Linked DNA regions of Pan troglodytes: region 1 is linked to region 2. The links are chromatin contacts, called in public HiChIP or PLAC-seq maps. All regions are on one chromosome and are shown on one strand. Each heading gives the region's core, a stretch centred on a gene start, on an enhancer-like site or on the middle of the called end of the contact. The rest is flanking DNA. Distances are from core to core; before and after follow the strand shown. Region 1 has its middle 85 kb from the start of VWA5B1. Region 2 holds the start of CAMK2N1 (calcium/calmodulin dependent protein kinase II inhibitor 1).

Region 1 (4,776 bases), core at 1,134-3,633, 120 kb before region 2:
GCATGGGTGCACCTGGTCCAGGGCTGGAGAAACGGGCTCAAGGAACCCAAACAGCCACCTTGAGCCTCCAGTAACCACCAACCAGGCAGAACACTCGGATTCAGTGTCAGAAGGCCCCACAGCCACCAGGACAACATCCCTCCAGGCTTAGGGACAGGAAGAAATTACAACCACCATCAATCAGAGGTTTGGCCTCGGGTAGCGAAACATGCATGAGCTTCTGGGCTGACCTCCCTGGCCAGCCAGCATCTGCCTCTCACTAGCTGGGCAAGTGACTTTACCTCTCAGTGCCTTCGTTTGCCCATCCGGAAAATCCCCATACTACCTCACTTACGTTCACGCAAAGAAATGTGCTTGGCCCAGTGTGGCTCAGCAGAGGGTCCCAGGAGGTCCCTGCACAGCTGGCTTTGAATCCGCCTTTATTGTGTGGGATGGGAGGGGCAGGGCACAGTTCCCTGGATTTTATTAAGCTGTGATTCCCAGCCCAGAGAACTTTCAGGGTGACACCAGCAAGGCCTAGGAGTTGGCAGACAGTACCCACAGTACCAGTAATAAAATTAAACGAATCAGTGTTCTCAAGTTAGCCGCTCTCCTAATCACAACGGCTGCCTAGAGTGGGGCAGTGCTAATGCACGGGGCATGGGTGGTCCCGGCAACAGGGGTGAGGGGTGAGGGCCTCCACCAGGCAGGAGGCAGAAGCCAGCGTGGCAGGATCCCGCTCCCTTCTGGGTCTTTCCAGCCTCCAGCTGGCTTCTGGCTTTGCTGGGCTATATTTTATGTCCCTCTTCATCTGCTTCTCTGTCCCAATAGGTCGCCCACCCCTGGCTTTGTCCCATCTCTCCACGCTCCTCCAGGGTCTCTCAGTCTGTTTTCCCCCTCCCCTCACCCCTCCTTCCTCCAACGAGCACCCTCCCCAACCCCTGCGCGCGCGCTCCTCCAAACCCCGCAAAGCCGCAGCTGTCCTTAACCCACAATCCTGCCAATTAAACCGCTCCCTCCGGCTCTGGCTGCGGCTGCTGACGTCGGAAGATCCAGGCGAGGCGAGGCCGCCGCCTACGCGGGTGGGGTTGGGAGAGGCGACGGCCCCCTCCTCGGGCCCCGCGGCCGTCGGTCAGGCAGCCGGCGGCAACACGAGCCCGCACTAGACCCAAGCGCCGCCCGTCGGTCCCCACTCCCGACGGGCCTCGCATTCCTGGTCCCCCACCTTCTGCCAAGACCCTGCCCACGCTTTCCGCACCAGCCTTAGGTCCCGAGGTCCCCAACTTTGGCGAAGATGCCGCCTGGGCTCCCCGCATCTTCCCTTGGTCCCAAGGTCCCCAACTTGGCGCCAAGACCCCGCCTGGGCTCCCAGCACCGCCCCTCGCGCTCGGGGTCTCCCGCCCCACGCCAAGTCAGCAAATGCACCCCAGGTTCTGCCTCTCGCGCTGCAGCTCCGCGACCCCCACTCCGAGTTCCCCGCGTCCCAGCATCCCAAGTGCGCTCCGAGCACCCTCCGCGCCCCGACCGCGCACGCCCCGCGGTCGCCGCGCCGCGACCCCGCTGGGTCCCCCGCCCTCCCGGCAGCCTCCGCGCGCTCGGTCCTCGGTTTCCCCGCTCCGAGCGTCGCTGGCTCTGTCTCCATGAAGGCGTCGCAGTGGGAACCGGGAGGGGGCACATTAAGAGCAATTAGCCTGCGCACACTTGGCAGCGATACCTTAATAAATAATAGTCTGAAAGTCATGTAAATAAATATTAGAGCGCATTACGCGGGCAGGAGGCGCGGCACGGGGCCCGCGAGCTGGTGGCGAGACACCGCCGCCTCTCGGGATTGGCACGTGCAGGCGGGGGCCCGAGATCCCCGCGCCCCGGCGGCCTGCGACCCGCTGCCAGGGGCCGGGCAGGCAGGGGTGGAGGGAGAGGCCCGGGGAAGGAGCCCCAGGGAGACAGAGAAAGCCACAGAAAGGAATAGGGAGAGGGGAGGGGGAAGAGAGAGAGAGATGGAGGGTGTGAGGATGGAGGGTGTGAGGATGCAGCAGGGAAGTGGAAGAGGCGGAATTTGGTCCCCTAAGGCTCTGGGAGATTCCTCCCTGCTCCTGGCCAGGCTTCTTTTCCTTGGCCGGGCTCTCCTCCTCTGCCTCTCTGACTGCCCCTTCCCAGTCTCCTTTGCTGGTCTCCCTACATCTCCCCAATCCCACCGCTGGAGGCGCAGGGCTCAGACCTTGAATCTCCTGGCTCCTAGCCTCATTCATTCACTCGATGAGCACAGCCCGCCTAGGTGCTTCCCAGTCATCCGCCTGTCAGGGGCTCCCACCTGCAGACCTCCAGCCAGATCCGTCTCCTCTGACCCACAGGCTGACAGCTCCCTTGGACGTTGGACCTCAACTGGCCGGACACTGAACGCCTGCCCTCCCCTCTAGAACCTGTTTCACCCATGCTGTGCCCCAGTTCAGGAAACAGCTCTAGCTTTCCACTTGTGGAGGCCAAAAACCTTCGTGCCATTCTTGACACCTCTCTCTGACACCTCATATGTAGCCCCTCAGAGAGTCCTGCCATGTCCACCTCGAACATGTTTCCAGATTCCTCCCACTGCCACCTGCTCCGCGCTGCCGCTTAGCCCAAGCCTCCCCCCTCTCTCACTGGGACTGCAGCCACAGCTCCTCCTCCCTGGGCTCCTGCCCCCCTTAACCCTCACCATCACTGTGGACAGAGTGGAGGCTATAAAAGTACAAGTCACCGGAGTGGCTGGGACTATAGGCACGTGCCACCACGCCCGGCTAATTTTCTGTGTTTTTAGTAGAGACAAGGTTTCACCATGTTAGCCAGGATGATCTCGATCTCCTGACCTCGTGATCTGACTGCCTCAGCCTCTCAAAGTCCTGGGATAACAGGCGTGAGCCACCGTGTCCGGCCAAGGCAGGAGAATCGCTTGAACCCAGAAGGCGGAGGTTGCAGTGAGCCGAGATCCCACCACTGCACTCCAGCCTGGGAGACAGAGCACGACTCTAATTCAAAAAAAAAAAAAAAAAAAAAAAAGGAAAGAAAGAAAGAGAGAGAGAGAAAGAGAAAGAAAGAGAGAGAGAGAAAAGAAAGAAAGAAGGAAGGAAGGAAGGAAAGAAAGTGTTCACCTCTCTGCTCAAAACTTTGCTTCAGAGGAAAAGCCAAAGTTTTTAAACTGCCCCACCAGGCTCTACCATTTGCCCTCCACCCCGTCCTGGCAGCTCCGACCTCCTCACCCACCCCTCTCCCCCTCGCTTCTCTGATCCAGCCACCAGGACACCCTCCCTGCTCCTCAAATGCACCAGACCTGCTCCCACCTTCGGGTTTTGGCCCCGGCTGGCCCCTCTTCCTGGAACATTCCCCAGATGTCATCTAGTTTAGCCCATCTCCTTCCAAGTCTTTGTTCAAATGTCCCATTCTCCCTTTGGCCATCCTATTAAAACTGAATTTCTCCTCCCGCCCAAGAAAACCTCCTCCTTGACATTCCGCTTTCTATTCCTTCATAGAACTCAACCCTTTCTAATACCCTACATCACTTACTGATTTTGTTCATTCTCTCTCTCTCCCAAATAGACAGTAAGCTCCATGAAAGCACGGATTTTTGCAATTTTTTCCCTTCACTGTTGTATCCCCCATACTAGAAATAGTGCCAGGAACATAAAAGAGATTCAGTAAATATTTGAAAGAAGAAAGAGGGTGGATAGGAGGCTGGAGGGAAGGAAGGGGGAAAGGAGGAAAGAGAGCCCGGAAGGAGGGAATGGTTTGGGCAAAGGCAGGGCAGCCTGGGCAAGCATCACGGGAAAGGGAGTACTTGGAAGGACCCTGCCTGCTTGGAGCTTGGGGTGGCCCCAGGGCTGGCATTTGTGAGTGACTCCTTCACCAGTTGGTGCCCAGGCTGAAGGGGCACCAGGTTGGGGATCTCAGATGCAGCAGCCCTACCCCAGCCAACACCCCCACCCCCAAACCCATGGCAGGGAGCACCAGCTCCACCTTAGGCCCCAGCTGGGTGTTGGACGCCAGTGCTGAGGGCGGCCCTGCATGGGTAGGCCCCTGGTAACAGCCACAATAATTACTGGTTGTATGCGATTAGGGGATAATTATGCTTAATAAGTCCAAAAGTAATTACCACGCAGGCTGCTTGCTGCTTTGGAAAACAGGGGCCCCCAGTGAGCGGGAGCCAGATAATTGAGAAGGGGGAGAGTGGGCATTATGGGCATCGGGGTGCTGGGCCATTTCTCTGGCAGATGCCCGAGTCCTCCCTGCCTCACCCCCACCAGGGGCTTGCTCACCTCCAGTGATGAGGAGCTCACTGTTGCGCAGGCAGCTCCTTGCATCATTGGAAGCCTGGGTATACAATTTTGCATACAATTTAGGCTATTGCTATTCCTGACAATAGCATAACCTCTTCACTTTCTTACTAACATCTTAGCATGTGAATAAACACAGACCTAAAGTATTATTCATAAAAGAAGCAAAGTGTATCCTTGTAGGTATCACCATGGATTGTCTTATTGACTCACCACAACACCGATGTAGTGTTTCTCATTAGTGCCACTGCACAGCGAAGAAACCGAGGCTCTTGGGGCCCAAGGTCACAACAGTGGAGGATAGCAGAGTCAAAACTCACATTGCAGTCTGTGTGATGCTGAAATCCATGTTCCTAACTCTTTAGCTATACTGTTACTCCTTGGGGGCCCCACAGAACCAATCCAATCCACTTTTCCAGAAATGAATCCGTGTCTTCTTGAATCTTTCTTTCTTTAGACAGAAGCCAGTGGCTGGACACGTTGCACCCTGCCA
Region 2 (4,511 bases), core at 1,697-4,196:
AAAAAGAAATGGATATTAATTTTGACAAATAGCTGCAACTGAGACTTCTTTTTATTTCTTTATATGTGTATATAGTGAATTTTTATTATTTTTAAATTTTTATTTATTTTTTTTATTTTTATTTTTGCAGAGGAGCCCAGAGCCTTCTCCTCCTCCTCCTCCTCACGCCTCATCTGTCTCCCGGCCTGATACCAGATACAGGTTGTTGATTTCATCGTGGGTAGCAAGCTAGTAATAAATTTCAAAGTGCTTTCTCTTTTCATGCTTTTTGCCAATAACTGTTACCGCCGTTCTTATTCTCTCCCTTAACTCATTGTCTTTGGGGGAGTTAGACACCAGGAGGTGCCTTGTCGGTCATATTTTTCAGCACGTCATCAATCCTATCATCTTCAATAACAACTGCAAAAAAAGGGGGGGAAAGAGAGGTGAGCGCGCTTGGGCCTAGCCAGAGGTCTCTGACATTTCCCGTTATGCCCAGAGTGGGAGGTCGGGAGAGGAGAGGGCGAGGGAGCAGGGCTCACTGCGCAGTGAAACAGCTCGATCCTCCTCCGTCCCTGCCAGGGGTCCCTTCCCTGCTTTCCTCTGAACCACCCACCACCCTCTATCCTCCAGCCTGCGTCCCAGCTCCATTCTGAGAAAAGGAAACAGAGGGCGCCAACCCAGCCGCTCCTGCTGCAGCCAGGGCGCGCACTGGCCGCTTCCTCCCCGCACCAGGTGCACTAATTTAGACAGAAATGTCTGGAGCTGGGATAGGAGAGGGAGCCAAAGTCTTTGGGTCTCGGGACCCCAGGTAAGTCCCGAGCGCAGCTCCGGTGGGCAAGGCTAGGTGCGGAGATGAGCGGAACCAGGAGGGGACGCCAAAACCGGTTCCCACGACGCGCAGCGGGTGGGGGTTAGGGCCTGGCCTGGGCGGGCGCCCCCTCCTGCGCGCCCTCTCCCAGCCGCTGGCCGACTGACTCGGCCGCCCCGCGCTCCCCGCTGCCGCAGAGGTCAGAGCCTCCCTTCGCTGCCTGCTAGGGACACATGCCGTAACCTCCGCCTCTCTTACCGTCTCGACTTAGCCTCGCCTTTCTCAGTCCCTCCACCAGTCCCTCGGCGCGACGGCCGGCCGCCGATCGAGGTCTCTGTCTCTCCCTGTCTAAGGTGTCGGTCGCCCTTATTGTTTCGGCGGCTTCTGCGTCCTCCCCATACGCGCGTCCTCGGCTCTGTCTCTCCCGCTTCAGCTCCCCTCTCGGGAGCTTTGTCTCGGTCTCTGCCACCCTCGGTCTCCCGCGTACCCCCTCCCCTCCATCCCTGCGTCTCAGTCTCTCTCTGCAGCCGTCGGTCCCCCTCATTGTCCCCGCGTCTCTGGAGCTCCTCTCAGAGCCTCTCTGCGTCTCCGCCTCTCTGGGGCTTTTCCAGCTCTCGCGCCGATCGCCCAGGCCTGGCAAACCCCCTCCCAAGCCAAGTAACAATGAAAAGCCCGTGCGACCCGAACACCCTAGCCTTCCCCGCAGGAATGGGATCCTCCCCACGCAGGTCCCCACGCCGTCCCCTGGGGGTCCCTGGGACCCCCTCCCCACAGGGTTGTGGAGCGAGTGCAGCTGTGACTACACTGCGCAAAAGGCGGGGGTGGGGGGCGCAAATCAAAAAGCAAACTTTGCCGCAGGTGGAGACCCCCAGCTGCTGCTAGAAGCCGCCACGCCCCCGGGGTGACCCAGCCGGGGATCCGGCTTAGGGGGACGCGTTCCTGCGACCCGCTTCAGCCGGACCCGCAGTGCGGGATCCCCCAATTCTGCAAGAAGGGATTCCGTCGGGTCTGAACGAGCTCCAGCGGGTGGGAGACCTCCGCAACCCTTGTTCAGGCCGCGGCGCGGGAAAAAGGGGGTGTCAGACAAGGGGGCCGCGAACTCACCCCGCTTGCTCCGGCCGATCTGGCCCAGCTTGGGCGGCCGCTTGTTCTGCCCGGCGCCGAAGAAGTTGTTGGTGTCCTGCAGGCGGCAGGAGAAGATCTGGCCCACGTCGCCGCCGTCGCCGTAGGGGCTCAGCTTCTCGTCGCCGTAGGGCAGCACCTCCGACATGGTCGCGTCCGGGGGCTCCGCCGCGGCGCCTCCTCCGCCCGCGTCCCCGCCCGCGGCGGACAGGGTCAGCGGCGCTGGGGCCGGGGGCGGCCGGCCGGGGACGGCCCGCGGGCTGCTGCGGCGGTGGCGCCGGCGAGAGGCCGGGGGACGCCGCTAGGGCAAGAGCGCAGCACTCGCGCGAGCGGCCCGGAGAGCGCCCGCGGCTGCGCTGCGCTGCGCTCCGGCTCCGCGCGCGAGTGGCTGCTGCTCCGCCAGAGGCGAGCAGGACTCACATCCTCGGCGCGCTGGGGCTCTGGGCGGGGGCCGGGCCGGGCGGGGCCGCGAGCCGGGAGGGAGGAGACGTCCCTGCGAGCCCGGAGGGCGCGGGACCGAGGAGGGCGCACCCCGGGAGCCGGGCGGGCCGGTCCTGCGGCGAGTGCGGGCGGCGGCGCCGGTTCGGGGAGGCAGACTGGGAGCTGCGAGCGGCGGGGCTGCGAGGGGCGGAGGGGGAGGGGAGGGAGAGAGGAGGGAGGGCACCGGGGAGGAAACCCGGAGGGAGGGTGGGGGAGAGAAACCGAGAGGGAGACGGGGCTGAAAAACAGGGACTGAAAGACAGGGAGGCAGGGGAGACGGTGGAAGGAGACAGAGGAGAGGGGGAGAGGAAGGAGAGGAGGAGAAAGAAGAAAAGGTGGGGGGGGGGGACGAGCTAGAACGGAGAGACAGGGGAAAGATGAGAGGAGGAGGGAAAGGATCGGGAGGGAGAGGAAGAGGGTCGGAGAGGGAAGGAAGGGAGAAAGACAGAGGGGGGAGAGGGAGGCAGGGATAGAGGAGGCAGCGAGCTGCGAGGAGAAATGCCGGCCGCGGCGCCGAGGCGAGGCGCGGGGAGGAGGGCGGGAGGAGGCGGGGAGGAGGGGACCCGCGGGCCTCGGGGAGAGATCCCTGCGAGCGGAGCGACGTCACGGGGCCGCGCCGGCCGGCCCGGGCCGCCGCTAGCTTCCTGCCCCCGCCCCCAGCCCCCGCCGTCCCGCTCACGGGTGTTTACGGGGCCCGGAGCTGGTGCGCGCCCGCCCCGCAGCCGGCTCTGCCTCCCGAGGGGACCTCGGGGGGAGTGGGGGTTCCGGGAGCTGGAGAGGGAGCGGACAGACGACGCACACGCGGGGAAGGGCGGAAGCATGCTGACCTCTCTGGGGGGCAGATGCTGCGGGGCAAAGATCGGAGGGCTCCAGGGCGACCCGCGGACACAGCCTCCCCCGCCATCTGCAAACCGGGGAGCCCTTCCTCCCCACCACACTTGCTCCCCAATTCAGACCCTGAGGGCCCAGCCACTGGGGCCTCACACTCTCCTCCCGCCCCGGCTCAGTCCGACCTGGAAGGCCTCACTCCCCCCCGCCCCCGCCCAACTGCGCTGGACTCCGGCTCCCGCAGGGCCTCCAGGAGGGGGAGGGGGAGAGGGAAGGGGCAGCCCCGCCTCCCGCAGGAGAAGGGAGCGCCTCATTACGCCGGGCTCGCCCGGGATGCCTGGCTCCCGGCGTCCGCTGCCTCCGCTGGGGACGTCCCGGGTCTGCCGCCCTCTGCCCTCGGGGGCCTCCCTTCCAGCAACAGCCGTGCGCCCTGTGGAGAGACTATGGCCTCTGAGATGAGGAGCGGGCTCCTCGATGCCGGGAGGGAGACTGGGGCAGCCCCAGAGGCCTGGGAGGCGCATCTGCCAAGCAGATGGTAACTCCGAGGGGGCAAGGTGCATGAGGAGCGCTCATTATCCTCGCCGGAGCCAACAGCACCTGCCCTCCGCTGGAGACCGTCTTTGCTTAGTAGAGCCGGCCTGACCACAGGGAGGGGCAACCACCCCAAGGTCATGCCAGCTGCTGGAGGCAGGGCTAGGAAACACATCCAGGTGGCCCAGGTGAGTCTCACCTGGCTCATCCTGCTGCCCTGCAAGGGGTCCCATCAACAGTGAAAGGAGCTCTCCCCTCCTATCTAGAACTCTGGCGGGTGGGAGCTGGAGGCAGAAGGGGAAGGTTTTTTCCTGGTATAACATCTGGTGGAGGGGGGAGTCAGTCCAGCCCCCTCTCCAAACGGTGTAAAAGGATTGGCTGGCCTCGGGAAGCCAGATTCCATGGGGGGAGGAGGAAGGGAGCAGAGAAAAGGGAGACTGAAGCAATGTGGCAGGTGGAATAAGCATGTCCCTTGGATTTAGGTCTGGGTTTGAATCCCAACCCCGTGGTTTGCTGACTGTGTGACCCTGGGTGGGTCATCTCTCCTCTCTGAGCTTCCATGGTCTCAGCTGTCAAATGGGTATATGGCTAGCCACTACCTGTGTACCCTGCAGGACAGTTATGAAAACAAAAATAAAATCAGGCTCTGATGCCTGGCTGAGAGTGGATGTGCAATAGACATTTGAGAGATGACTTAATGAGTGAGAAAGAACGGTAGCACTTCATTTGTTTCCATTTCAGGACCACATGAGCTGGGAGA

The links. HiChIP or PLAC-seq counts read pairs in DNA pulled down with a chosen protein or histone mark.
Region 1: a contact with region 2 is called in an H3K4me3 HiChIP or PLAC-seq map of stem cell-derived excitatory neurons, with 16 times the contacts expected there. The contact joins the enhancer-like site here to the promoter of CAMK2N1 in region 2. A contact is called at or near these places in 5 of 7 Hi-C or Micro-C datasets (blood, induced pluripotent stem cells, a lymphoblastoid cell line and 1 more), 1 of 1 datasets of contacts at active chromatin or transcription factors (stem cell-derived excitatory neurons) and 1 of 1 other capture datasets (stem cell-derived neural stem cells).

What each region holds. Positions count from the first base shown.
Region 1 is chr1:210,831,093-210,835,868 of NHGRI_mPanTro3-v2.0_pri, reverse strand. No RefSeq gene overlaps it. Among named protein-coding and RNA genes, the nearest start is that of VWA5B1, 85 kb to the left of the region's middle. Within about 2 kb of position 2,383, at least 9 of the 24 cell types and tissues checked have an H3K27ac peak or open chromatin away from gene starts, as enhancers often do. A contact at or near this core is called in stem cell-derived excitatory neurons, where this site is marked.
Region 2 is chr1:210,713,697-210,718,207 of NHGRI_mPanTro3-v2.0_pri, reverse strand. CAMK2N1 (calcium/calmodulin dependent protein kinase II inhibitor 1) reads right to left here and starts at 2,946. Exons shown (of 2, transcript XM_001160942.7): 1 at 1,895-2,946; 2 at 1-399. The coding sequence starts at 2,060. The coding sequence ends at 329.